Regions from separate parts of the Mus musculus genome. Here regions 1, 2 and 4 are each linked to region 3. The links are chromatin contacts, called in public HiChIP or PLAC-seq maps. All regions are on one chromosome and are shown on one strand. Each heading gives the region's core, a stretch centred on a gene start, on an enhancer-like site or on the middle of the called end of the contact. The rest is flanking DNA. Distances are from core to core; before and after follow the strand shown.

Region 1 (3,175 bases), core at 442-2,941, 180 kb before region 3:
AACCAGTCTTACAGGTTAAAAACCTTCTAAAGTACACGTGACTGGGGCCCAGAGGGATGGCTCAGTGGGTGACAGCATGAGCTGCTCTTGCAGGGTACCCCAGTTTGGTTCTCAGCATATTGAGTGCCTCACAGGGACCCAATGCTCTCTGCTGGCCTCCAAAGGCAGCTGCAATCACATGCATCTACCCTGAGAGAGAGACACACTATACTAAAATAATAAAGTAGGCATGATCATGGTTGTTTTACAGTCCCCTCGTTTACCTGCTTACATTATTAGGTAATGTAATTATTCTTTTAACTATTCTTTTATTTGCACATACTTTTATTTTACAGGAAATTACATAAAGACATGTACTTAATCTTTGCCTGCATGGAATGCATTATTGGAAATGACATAAGCATTTAAGTTGTAGTTTGACAACAAAGGAAGAGGGAAGCAAGTAGACTCCATCAATATGCCCAGATCCATGGCAAAAGCCTCTGTACTGTCATAGCACAAGAGTTACTGTTTGGCAAGCTACACCAAAATCATGAAGAAAAGTACAGAGTGGGTAAGAAGATTTTGAGTTAACAGTTATGGTCAATAGGCTTCATATTGGCATTTACAGTAGGCATATGACACACCATATCTGATTTAACTTCAAAAACACATCATATATTCTGTGATGACATCTAGCCAATTTTTTTTTAACTTAAAATTTTACCTAATTACATTGCGTGCTTGTTTCTCTTTGCACATGAAACAGATGCCTTAGAGGTCAGGCTGAATACAGAGTTACAGGCTACTGTAAGCTGCCTGATGTTGATGCTGGGAACAGATCTACATGTCTCTGCCAGGGCAGCACAGGCTCCTACATGCTGAGCTTTCTCAGGGTCCCTATGTAAAATGTTTTATAGTATTTAGTGGGCTGAAACTTGGGCTTTCTAGAAAATGTTGCTATTTTAAAATGATCACACCATGATACACTGTAGCTTATAGGTGAGATTTTAAAAAATATTTTTATTTTCTTTGGGGTGGAATTGGCAAAGGTAGAGGGTAAATATGAAGGAATGGAGAGATGAGTGGGACTTGAGTGCATGATGTGAAATTTAGAAAGAATCAATAAAAGGCGGGAAAAAAAATAAATGAATGATGATTCCTGAAGTGCTCTCATGAAAGTTGTATGATCCAATTTTACTCATATAAGTCAGAAATTTAGAAACTTTTTTTTTTAGGGTTCACATTAAGAAGAGTTAAAAAGATTTCTAGATTTAATTTCTTTAATTTAGCATATAGGAATTAGCTCACGTCACTCTCAGGAAAACGAATCTTTACCTATACTCTCAAGACCATGCTAAACTGTAGGAAGTCCAGGTGTACTTTTGAGGACTGTGAAACAGGAAACACTGCATCATTAGTACATGTCTCACAACAGTGACTGATGTGCACAGCTGAACTGTAAATAATCAAAGCTGCTCAGGGATCAGAAACCACCACACAGGAGGAACATCGCTTACAACACTGATGGACAGTGAGTGCCGTATATGTGTCTAGACCCTTGAAAAATAGCACGTGTCCCTTCTACATTGTGGACAGTTATAGCCAAAGATTCTGTATCCCCTTGTTTCTATGGACTGTAATGAACGCAGCTAAGGTGGAGTGAGTGCTCATCCGAGAAGTCTGCGGCCTCCTGCGCACACACTTCTGTGTTTGCACTAGTGCTAGAGTAAACACTGGCTGGCAGGAAGGGCGGCACATCCTGCTTCAGCACAGGCCTGCCTGTGAGTGGCATTTAAAAAAGCCAGCTGTTTTTAGATGGAGTGTTTACCGCTTCATATTTGGTGTAATTTACAAAGCACACAACCATTGTGTATACTCTCACAGAGCTCACAGCCTGTCTTTTTCCCTACTGCTAGAGATCACAGTCCCAGACTTTCTGGCTTCAAGGTTATATTCTCTGATTGTCTAGGATCCCACAAGTTTAAGGAGGCACTTCACCTGCATTGAGGGAGGTTTTTTTGTTTGTTTTGCTTTTTTTTTTTTTTTTTTTTTGCTTTTTTTTGAAATAGTTTTTTTTTTTAAAGATTTATTTTATGTATATGAGTACACTGTTGCTATCTTGAGACACACCAGAAGAGGGCATCCTATCCCATTACAGGTGGTTGTGAGCCACCATGTGGTTGCTGGGAATTGAACTCAGGACCTCTGGAAAAGCAGTCAGTGCTCTTAAGCACTGAGCCATCTCTCCAGCCCTATTTTGTTGTTGTTGTTGTTGTTGTTGTTGTTGTTGTTGTTTAAACAAGTCAATTCTGTAAATGGAAAAATACTCACTTAAGCCAAATATGTTCCCACTTTTCAGTAGGAAACAGAAATTTCCTGGGTGATACATGAGAGTTCATATCACTTATATACATAAAATATGCCTAGTTTTTATGTTACAAAGGTAAAGTCTTCACTGACTTCATTGGTATCCAAGTACTGACACTGTGTACACTAGTGTATCCAAGTACTGACACTGTGTACACTAGTGTATCCAAGTACTGACACTGTGTACACTAGTGTATCCAAGTACTGACACTGTGTACACTAGTGTATCCAAGTACTGACACTGTGTACACTAGTGTATCCAAGTACTGACACTGTGTACACTAGTGTATCCAAGTACTGACACTGTGTACACTAGTGTATCCAAGTACTGACACTGTGTACACTAGTGTATCCAAGTACTGACACTGTATACACTAGTGTATCCAAGTACTGACAATGTGTACACTAGTGTATCCAAGTACTGACACTGTGTACACTAGTGTATCCAAGTACTGACACTGTATACACTAGTGTATCCAAGTACTGACACTGTGTACACTAGTGTACTTGTATGCACAGTTACACAGACATAACACCTGTACTTAATGTGCTTTAATAAACAGAGGATGTTGTTTTCTCCTCTTCTGATTGTTTATGGAGAGAAGTAAAAGACCCTACATAGAACCTAGTTCAACATAAATGACTCCTTGGGGAATTCATATGGGCCTGAGTCCATCCGCGTGCACAAAGACCTGCTGACAGACAGCTGATGTGGTGGGGGCACAGAGCATTCAGGAGCACAGCCTTAGGAGAAATATGCTGATTCTTTTTTGGAATGAAAATTGTATTGTAAAGACAGCGATTATCATTTTTTTTCAAAACTTGG
Region 2 (3,102 bases), core at 230-2,729, 160 kb before region 3:
CCATGCTTTTCCCAGTTTCAAATACATATTGCAATTGTTTATTATAGAAATGACTAGAAAGCAGTTGCTGCAAGCCTCTCATCACACTAATTAATATTAGGATACACTGAGATGTTGCTCTACATGATTATGTAGGAGCAGGATATCAAAACATTGCTTCATGGTGCATGGCATGACATGCCGGTCATTCTGGACTGCTAAATATTTGACAATGGTTCCACGTGTCAGTGAAAAGCAGGAAGCTTAGAATATATTGGTATTTTTTTTCAGATTTTACAGATCTTCAGTGACACTGAAGAACACAATGAGAGGGGAAATTTCAAGACATAATAATTATAGAATACATTTCTGGGTGTAGAAAACACATTTATCATTGAACTGCCCCCACATCATCCTCTGCCACTCTAGAATAGACATTTAAGAATGGTTTATTGATTAGTCATGGCACAATAGAAAGCTCAAAGAAATGATTAAAATCATTCCCAAAACTGTAATAGTTACTTAAATAAACACTGGACAATATGGTTAAATTGAAAATATTTGGACTTTGGAATCAGACATATTAATGTATGGCTTGTGTCCAGATAGCTGATCCTTTGAATAAGTTAGTACACCTGAGCTTCTGGCTTCTTGTCTGTAAAATGTAGAAATGCTTGCTTTAAAGAGGCAGTAGGATAAATAAAATGATGCCTACAGATAACTTCGCACAGCCAATGGGACCAAAGAACCTTGGATGAACAGAACTGCAGTGTTTTTTGGGTGGAAACGTGAATTGTACAAAAACTGATGTCAGAATATCAATAATCTGAATTCACTTTGTATGAGCATTTAATCAGTGACTAAGGCTGATGCTGAACAGGGGACTAAATAATTACGATAACCACAGGATGTCAGTGAGCACCGTTATGTGCCTATTGTCACCTGTAAAATCCTTACATAAATACATGTGGTACAGGTTTCTACTGCGAGCCGGCCAATCCTTACCAGTAACTCCCAGTGGATGAGGGCATGTTGCATCCAAACAGCAGCATATGGTGGACAGTGTCCATGCTGGCCCGAGGCTTGAAGTCAACTGTCAGGAGAAAACAATACACAAATGTGACTACAAGCTATATGCGTATGTGGCAATGTCAGAGGAGACCACATCTTTCAACAGCTCGAATATCTGTTTAAAAATATGCTTTGATGCTTTCATGATAAAATGCCCCAATATCTTAAGGTGAGTATGAGTTAATAATTTGATTTAGGAATACAGTAAACTATTGTGTATGAAAAAAGAAAATATTAACAGGCTAGTGATGACTGCTATTAACACACACACACACACACACACACACACACACACACACATTTAAAAATGAACTGTCCCTTTTAATGTGGTGAATGCATTATAAGGGTATGATGTGAAAGCTCCAGGCTATTTATTCACCATAGATTTCCTTCCCACTTTAAGCAGAGTGCTGTGTACCAGAAAACATTGCACAATGATGCAGTAAAACAGAAGTCACAGCAAGTGGTCAAAACATGAGCAGAAGGATTCACAACATATCTATATCACCTTAAATCACAATGGCAGTCATTGAGCACATGGAGTGCATGCATATATGCCTGTGCATGTGCACACACACACACACACACACACACACACACAGAGAGAGAGAGAGAGAGAGAGAGAGAGAGAGAGATTTCCCCAGAAAGGAAAACATATGTGCAAATGTATCTTTAGAAAAACAGAAGTGCACTTGTGAAAAATACTAGCACCTATTAGCAACCCAATCCTGAGAGAGAGAGAGAGAGAGAGAGAGAGAGAGAGAGAGAGAGAGAGAGAGAGGGAGAGAGAGAGAGAGAGAGAGAGAGAGAGAGAGAGAGAGAGAGAGAGATTTCCCCAGAAAGGAAAACATATGTGCAAATGTATCTTTAGAAAAACAGAAGTGCACTTGTGAAAAATACTAGCACCTATTAGCAACCCAATCCTCCTTTCCTCTCAAAACCAGCATGGAAGATACTACAATAAGCAAAAACCAATGCAGAACACACAAGTAAATTTCATGGTTGTATTAGCAATGGTTGATATTAAGCTTAGCCTCCCTTTCATGGATGGGATTTTTGTCCCTTTTTGTCCTCACTGAAAGTGCTACCTGTGATGTAGATATATGAAATATATCTGCATATTTTTCTAATTATATCTCAGAGTACAGTTCACTGCAAACTGAAATGAAAAAAAAATACCTCCAGCTTTAAAAAAAAGTTTATGTGTCTCCAGTGCATACAAAAATGCTAAGCTAATATCATGTGTGTCTTAGGGCACCTTTTGCCCACTTTTGTCTGGCTCCTAGACAAAATTAATGAAGCATCATTTGTCATTCAAAAGCATAGTAAGACATGAGTATTATTAAATGGAAACATTCTATATCCAATTGTGGCATGGGACTTGTGGAGATGGCAATTTAGCAAGCATGCTCTCTGCCAACCTAACCTGCAGTTTTCACAGCAAACCAGAAGCTTTTCAGTTACTGCACTGAAAATAAGAGCTCAAATGCCACCACTTATGAGGCTAACAAAGAGGATGACTGGAAGACAGACTTACTATAACCTGAGGATCTGTTTTCTCAAACAAAGAATACAGTGGACCAAGGAGATGGACGCTGCTTTGGAAGTAAAGAGTAAACTGAAAGTTACAACAGCTAATAATTCATAGAAACTCAAAATTTGTTAGCAAGAGAAGAGGGAAAAGGATGTGACAGTGACTTCACTGTGACATCTGTCAACCCATGAATCACCAGCGTCACTTCAGCTGATTTGGTTGGCTAGGTGTGTATCCACTTCCTCCCTCTCTGCTCACTGCTGAAGCTGCTTGCTCTAGAATAAAGGAGGACCAGTCTTTGCTCAAGAGTATATGAGTAACTTGGTCCCTTGCTAGAACCTCCAAAGAATCATTCAAGGTCCATTTTTTATTTTTATTTATGTGTGTCTGTGTAAATAGGACACACGTTTTCAATTGCCTACAAAGATCAGTAGTTACAGTCACAGGCGGTTGTAAACTGCCCCATTGTGGGAGCTGAGAATGGAACTCAGATCCTTGGAAAGAACAAGAAGTGTTCC
Region 3 (3,469 bases), core at 86-2,585:
TAGAAGACATTAAACGATGTCTCTTGTGTCTGTGATTATCAACTAAGTTTCTGAATTCACTTTACAAAGAAGAAGGTCCCCCCCCCCCCAAATTAATTTTACTTGTAGGATGGAAACAAGACTGTAGAGACAACAAAACATCTGAAGCAAAAGTTCTTGTCTCTAAGACTGGGGCCAGTAGGATCTTCATGGTAGTTGAATTTCTATAACCATGGGAACAGAGATCCATAGCTTAGACATAGGGTTTGCTGGATAAAGGACAGTTTCAGCTCTGTTAACCAGTTCCAGAAAATGCGGTGCTGTCCCTCTCAGACTTAAAGAGCTCCAGGCCAAATTCATCTTTAAGTCACCAAATCTCAGCTTTAGGACCAAACTCAGGTCAGGGACCCACTAGCACAGAGCTTCAGCCTAAGACTTTGGCTCAAAACCACCACACAGCCCTCTAAAATCGTCCCAGCAAGCTCTAAGCAGCCAACAGAACAACGCGTATTTGTCCAGGTCAACAAAGATTCTGATGGAAGAGAGTACCAAGGCCACACAGATGAGGTGACCCAACCAGATTTAGTGAATATAGGAAGTAGTGGGTACTGTCCATCCTGCCTGACAGAGCAATCACCCTTCCCTGGAGGATTACACACACTCTAAAGCTGGCAGAAAACCGCGGGGAGACAGCAGAGCTGGGCTGGCGATGAGGATGGGGAATTTCCATGCTTCCAGGCACTTGCCAGCACTTCAAGCGCCTCAGTCGGTATTCCACGTCCGTAGCTGTCAATCTGCGCGGCCCCTACTAACGCTCAAACTAGTCCTAAGGATCCACTCGGGGTCCCGCGGGGCTTCGCAACCGCCACTTAGAGTTGTCCAAAAGGGGGGCACAAAAAACCCAAGGCGAATGAACAAACGCGCCCAGAAAGGCGAGGGCGCAGTTAAAGTGCCACAGTGGGCACAGCACCGGTGAAGAACGCGGTGGTGCTGACAACCCCAGCACTTGGGAATGCCAGGAAGGCTCGGACGCCGGATGCCAGGACCCCGGCCGCGCCGGAGGAAACCCACCGGGTCCCTGCGCCAGGAAGCCAAGGGACCAGCAGCCCGCTCCCCGCCCCGCCTCTGCCCAACTTCCGCGCCCCGCCCCGCGCCCGACCCTCTCCCCGCCGCGCCCGGCGCCGGCCACACTAACCTGCGCGGCCGCAGGCTCTTCCCGGGACGGAAGCGGGAGCCCGCGGGCGGCGGGCGGAGTTAGTTGGAGGCTCCGGGTCCCAGGGCGGGGACAGGCTGAGCACGCGGCCGCGGCCGCTGCTGGCCTCCTTCCTTCCCGGGCCGCGCGCTGGGCTCCGGGACCGCCCGCTCCCTCCCCCGGGGCGGCTCCCGCCTCGGCTCCGCCTCCAGCCCTCAGAGCCCGGCTTTGGCTTCCCCGCTCCCGGGGAGCGCGCGGCGGGTGCTTGGAGTCCCGGGCGGGTCGGAGGGTGGCCACTGTCCCAAGGTCTCTGGGGAGCGTGGAGAAGGCCAGGGCCCGATAGTCTCTGGGACGCGGCGGAGTCCCGGGTCCTTTCTGGCCAGCCCCGCGCGGTGACCGCGCCAGCTGCGTGGAAAGAGGTAGAGGACGAGATCTGAGTTGGATAGGGGGCTGCTTCCCGAGGGGGTGAGGGACCTCCTTCCTCCTCAGCGCCCTTTGGGCTGGGGCTCTGCCAGGTGGTCTGCACCCGGAGAGAAGATGCTGGTTTCGAACCCTTAGCTGAGGTGTAATTCCATTCGAAGTCACCTCCTGCAGCCAGGTCCCTGAATTCGAACCACACACAGGTTGCATGCGGTTTCCTGGCCAGAACCCCAAGACCAGAGGTTTGCCTTTCCTGACTTCCCACCTCCACCTGCTGTCCCTTTCTGCTTCTGAGGAGCACTCAGCTTTGGCACACAAGACAACCAGACCAGTCCCATCCCGGCATCGCCCTAAAGCAAGAGAAATAGGACAGGATGAGTAAAAGCCAGAAGTGTTGTGTGGTAGAGGTTTGGTCACTGCGCGTTACTATCTGCACACCCCCCCCCCCACGCACACACACACACAATTGAAGAGCTTTTAATAGAAACAGGTATTTAAATCTCCCCTTGTGTAGTGACTTTTGGAGTATTCATGGTGCCCTTGCTGTGCAAAGTCCTCTGCTTCTTTCTCCAGAGTTCCACCATATCTTTTATTTAATCTTATTGTCGCAGCAGATCCCTGTGCTACTGTGGCTCTGCAACCAAGTGCTGGTCTTTTCAAGGAGCTCCTCTCTGCCTCCATCTATGAAGTTCTGTTTGGCAGGATTGGGGGATATTGGAAGAAGGTCACTGAAGATGTGGAAGAAGTCCCTGGAATGAGATGAAGAAAATGCAGTGGAAAGGGGGAGCTAGGGTGAAGGAGGCTATGCTCTCAAGCCACAGGGGAATTCCCAGAAAGAAAATCCATTTCTCCATAGGGAAACTACTTCAGTGACTATCACAGCTTATCAGGCAGCAGTGGTGAGCCAGAGATAAATCAGGTTGACCAGGCCAGTCTGAGCTTTTATTTCTCAACCCAAATTCCAGGGAAAGCCTTTGACCCTAGGTTCTCAGGTAGAGATAAGAAATTCTTTGTAGAAACTAAATGTCATAAAAAGACGTCAGAAACAGATTCAGTTTACTGATGAGGGCGACACACACTAGGGCTGATCTTTGGCATTGCTCCTAAGTCATTTCTTTACCCTGGTCTAAATGAAACAAGCTCTTAAAACCCTTTTTGAAGCAAGGTGTCATTGAGATAGCCACTCTTCTGTGCTCTCTGTATGCACATTCATAGATATATGTGCCTTCTCCAATACAAACAAATAAACAAATGGTTAATTTTTTGTGAGAGAAGAAAACTTGATTTAGTGTTCTCAGGCTGTAGTGGACTTTTTTTTTTTTTTAATACAATACCTTCTGATCCCAAGAAAATTTCTTGTTCACAGGTGTGTGTGTGTGTGTGTGTGTGTGTGTGTGTGTGTGTGTGTGTGTGTGTGAAAGAGAGAGAGAGAGAGAGAGAGAGAGAGAGAGAGAGAGAGAGAGAGATCGTTAAAATGTCTAACTATACTCTTGTCTCATACCCTCAAGCTCCTGGTGGACAGTTTAGGGTTTCAGAATGCAAACTCAGTTCTGGTGTCCTAGTTTGGTTTGGGTGTTCTGTTGCCGTGATAAAACACACACAATAGTCAACTTGGGAGGAAAGGGTTTGTTCAGCATACACTTTCAGGAAACTGTCCATCTCTGAGGGACTAGGCAGAAGCTCAGCCAAGAACCTAGAGGCAGGAACAGAAGCAAAGACCATCACAGAGGAATGCTGTTTCCTGGATTTTTTTTTTTTAATAGCTTGCTCAGCTTGTTTTCTTAGTCAGTTTGGAGCCATTTGCCTAGGAGTGGCACCACCCTTGGTGGGCCAAGCTTTCCCACAGTCAGGAATACATCAAGACAATGACTCCAGAGG
Region 4 (3,386 bases), core at 446-2,945, 250 kb after region 3:
TGTGGTGCATTTACATAATGGAGTACGACTCAGCTATTAAAAACAATGAATTTATGAGATTCTTAGACAAATGGATGTATCTGGAGGATATTATTCTAAGTGAGGTAACCCAATTAAAAAGAACACACATATTATGCACTAACTGATAAGTGGATATTAGCTCAGAAGGTCAGAATACCCAAGATACAATTTGCAAAATATATGAAACTCAAGAAGAAGGAAGACCAAAGTGTGGAAACTTTGATCCTTTTTAGAAGGTGGAACAAAATACCCATTGAAAGAGTTACAGAGAAAAATTTGGGAGCAGAGACTGAATGCATGACCATCCAAATACTGCCTCACCTAGGAATCCATACCATAAACAACCACCAAACCCTGACACTATTGCAGATGCCAACAAGAGCTTGCTGGCAGGAGACTTATATAGATGTCTCCCGAGAGGCTCTGCCAGTGTCTGACTAATACAGAAATGGATGCTCATACTCACCCATTAAAGGAAGCACAAAGTCCCCAATAAAGGAGCTAGAGAAAGTACCCAATGAGGTGAAAGGGTTTGCAGCCGTGTATGAGGAACAACAATAATACCTAACCAGTAACCCCAGAGCTCCCTGGGACTAAACCACCAATCAAAGAAAACACACAGAGATACTCATGGCTCTAGCTGCATATGTAGCTGAGGATGGCCTAGTTGGTCATCGATGGGAGGAGAGGCCCTTGGTCCTATGAATGTTCTATGCCCCTGTATAGGGAAATGTTTGGGCCAGGAAGCAGGAGTGGGTGCAGGGAGCAGGGGGAAGAGAGGAGGATAGGGGGATTTTTGGAGGGGAGACTAGAAAATGGGATAACATTTGAAATGTAAATAAAGAAAATATCTAATAAACAAAGAAGAAATTGTCATTTACTAAGCAGATACATTTCTATTCCATGGCAGTTAATTAATAAATAATGTCCCAGTGGGTAAATGTGATTGCCATTAGAGCTGACCTCCACCTGGAGAGCTTATGTGGAGGATATGTAGGACAAACCAATTCCTACAAGTTGCCATCTGACTTCCATACATACACTATGACATGTGCAATAAGACACTCTCCCCTCCTCCCAAATTAATGAAATGTCAGAAATAGACAGACTTGAAAATTAAACATTTCTTTAGATTAACATTTGTAAACTGTACTTACAAAGTCTATTATTTCCTAAAGAAACAAATAACTAATCAGAAGATTTAAGGCTTGAGTAAGAAATTAGTAATCAGTTGAGAGAAAAATTCAAGTATTCTTTAATAATCAAACACCTTTCCTTCTAAGTCAAAGCTTATATAAAGAGCTCATCCTGTTCTAAGGCCATACACAGATAAGTATTCTTGAGACAAAATTTCTTGAACAGGTATTTCAATGATCTTCAGTCTACCTATTCCATCATCAAGTTTATGTGCTTATGGTATGAGAGGCTTAAAACAGTTTGCAGAGTATTTGTATAGGTGTGAGAACAAGCAAAAGTGTTGCTCTCTTGTGTCAGGAAGGTTGATTATTATCTGGAGATGAGAAGCAAAATCAAAAGTAAAGGAAAAGAAAGGAAAGAGACAAAGGAACATTCTCTAGGTGATATAACTGTCTGTTGGGGCAGGAGAGGGATGATGAGAGGCTCTTGAGCTGTGGGGAGGACAGCTGCTCATGTAGTCAAGGCATCATCATTATTGATTATTGTATTCAGTTTCAAACCATCTGTTGCCAAATACAGGCACTTGTAGTCCCATTCTGTCTTGTAGCTCCAGTGTGGGTTTTGTACATAGTTAATTTTTCGTGTATTTCAAAGGAAGGGACAGCTTGCACAGATGGATGATACTAGAACAAAGAAAAGACATTAGACTCTTCTGGTGATGGTTCTTTTGTCTAAGACAAGGTTATTCATTCATATTGAACTGCTTTAAATACTTGGCTGTGGTATGGCGAATATGGTTTCAAAACTAAATACCGCCATCTGGTGGTACAAAATCATCGCATTAATACCTAGAAGGTATTTCTAGAATTTTATTTCCTTCTTCCATTGTTAGTATCTTCAATGGCGTCATGATTTCAAATAAACTGGCTGATATAATCACTAAGCAAAAGAAAAAAAAGTACATATTTAAGACACCAATGAACATTTTGGAATGGGTCTCTCTAGATTCAATTATTTAGTAACAAAATTTTCAATCCAAATTATGTTTGCATTGAGAATGGTTGAGAAAATATGCAAAACCAGGGATCCAGTTTTGTCTTAGGCAGTTATGCAAAGCAATTTCCTGGTATTTGAGGCTATTATTTATACTATAGTCACAAAAAAGAAATCAGACCCACCTGTGGAATCGAGGACTCGTCCTGTGGATGAAAAACAAATCTACTTCCTTATTAGCTATGCTTTGGTTGATTCAGTGTAAACTTTCCTGACCTATGGAATTCATTTGTGTTTGAAGGGCAGAAACCTAGACTTTGTGCTTCTTTTCCTTGCATTTTCTATGCAGGAGACTTTGAATTTAACAGGGCTGAAACTAGAAACCAGTATCAGCAGAAACCTGTATTACTTCTCTGTATATCCTTCCCCTCCTATCTAGCTTTTCTATTTTATAAAGACTAAGGTACATTTTAAGAGAGGTTATCAAATGTGAAGTGTTTCCAGGCAACAGACCTAGTCCCTGTTATTTTTTTATTTTAGTGATTTTTATCATTCTCAAGGGAAACAATATACATCTGGCTAAAAGACAATGTTTAATAAATTTTGAATTACATCAAAATGAAGAATTCTTTTTTTCCTTATAGCCCTCGTAAGAAGAGGTTTTAACCAAAATGGAATTCCTAAAGAGCTAATCAGCTGCAATACCTCCTAGCTAAAATATTTTAATAGTTTCATAATTAAGAATTTCTTTACAGGTCTATTCCTGGATCATCTTTACTCACATTCTCAGTAATTTCTCTGCACGAATGCACATTTGCATATCAAAAGACAGCAACATCCTCACACACTCACACCCACATATCCCCCACACCCACATTCACACAAATTCTCTCTCACATGTACTCACTCACTCACACACACACTCACACACACACGCACACACACACAGAGAGAGAGAGAGAGAGAGAGAGAGAGAGAGAAAGAGAGAGAGACATAGTACTCATCACACAAGACTATGAATACTATGTGACATCCCACAGACCAACACATTATGCAGCCTTTAGTGAGTAATAGTTGACCCCCTCTAATTATTGGTTGCTCCCATGGAGGCTCGATGCCCAGTGTAGGAGAATGCTAGGGTGGTGAGTTGGAGGTGAGTGGGTGGGTGGGGAGCACCCTCATAGAAGCAGGTGGAGGGGGGGGATGAGATAGGGGGGTTGTGGAGGGAAAACCAG

Evidence for each region. HiChIP or PLAC-seq counts read pairs in DNA pulled down with a chosen protein or histone mark.
Region 1: a FOXA1 HiChIP or PLAC-seq map of pancreatic cancer cells shows a contact between it and region 3. The contact joins the enhancer-like site here to the promoter of Pam in region 3. A contact is called at or near these places in 3 of 484 Hi-C or Micro-C datasets (the N1E-115 cell line, embryonic fibroblasts and nephron progenitors), 6 of 115 datasets of contacts at active chromatin or transcription factors (astrocytes, bone marrow-derived macrophages, embryonic stem cells and 3 more) and 2 of 9 other capture datasets (adipose tissue and liver).
Region 2: a contact with region 3 is called in an H3K4me3 HiChIP or PLAC-seq map of bone marrow-derived macrophages, with 2.4 times the contacts expected there. The contact joins the enhancer-like site here to the promoter of Pam in region 3. A contact is called at or near these places in 2 of 484 Hi-C or Micro-C datasets (the N1E-115 cell line and nephron progenitors), 4 of 115 datasets of contacts at active chromatin or transcription factors (astrocytes, bone marrow-derived macrophages and fibro-adipogenic progenitors) and 2 of 9 other capture datasets (adipose tissue and liver).
Region 4: an H3K27ac HiChIP or PLAC-seq map of VIP interneurons shows a contact between it and region 3, with 11 times the contacts expected there. The contact joins the enhancer-like site here to the promoter of Pam in region 3. A contact is called at or near these places in 1 of 39 promoter capture datasets (hippocampal neurons), 1 of 484 Hi-C or Micro-C datasets (cortical neurons), 7 of 115 datasets of contacts at active chromatin or transcription factors (VIP interneurons, astrocytes, embryonic basal ganglia and 4 more) and 1 of 9 other capture datasets (pancreatic islet).

Annotation. Positions count from the first base shown.
Region 1 is chr1:97,916,975-97,920,149 of GRCm38.p6, forward strand. The region is part of intron 7 of Pam (peptidylglycine alpha-amidating monooxygenase); the gene reads right to left. The region is part of intron 1 of Gm31771 (a long non-coding RNA gene); the gene reads left to right. Among named protein-coding and RNA genes, the nearest start is that of Gm31771, 7.5 kb to the left of the region's middle. Within about 2 kb of position 1,692, at least 44 of the 459 cell types and tissues checked have an H3K27ac peak or open chromatin away from gene starts, as enhancers often do. A contact at or near this core is called in pancreatic cancer cells, where this site is marked.
Region 2 is chr1:97,933,667-97,936,768 of GRCm38.p6, forward strand. Pam (peptidylglycine alpha-amidating monooxygenase) reads right to left here. Exons shown (of 26, transcript NM_001357127.1): 5 at 985-1,072. Among named protein-coding and RNA genes, the nearest start is that of Gm31771, 24 kb to the left of the region's middle. Within about 2 kb of position 1,480, at least 5 of the 459 cell types and tissues checked have an H3K27ac peak or open chromatin away from gene starts, as enhancers often do. A contact at or near this core is called in bone marrow-derived macrophages, where this site is marked.
Region 3 is chr1:98,094,311-98,097,779 of GRCm38.p6, forward strand. It overlaps Pam (peptidylglycine alpha-amidating monooxygenase), which reads right to left and starts at 1,336. Exons shown (of 26, transcript NM_001357127.1): 1 at 1,175-1,336.
Region 4 is chr1:98,348,501-98,351,886 of GRCm38.p6, forward strand. No RefSeq gene overlaps it. Among named protein-coding and RNA genes, the nearest start is that of Slco6d1, 71 kb to the right of the region's middle. Within about 2 kb of position 1,696, at least 15 of the 459 cell types and tissues checked have an H3K27ac peak or open chromatin away from gene starts, as enhancers often do. A contact at or near this core is called in VIP interneurons, cortical neurons and heart atrium, where this site is marked.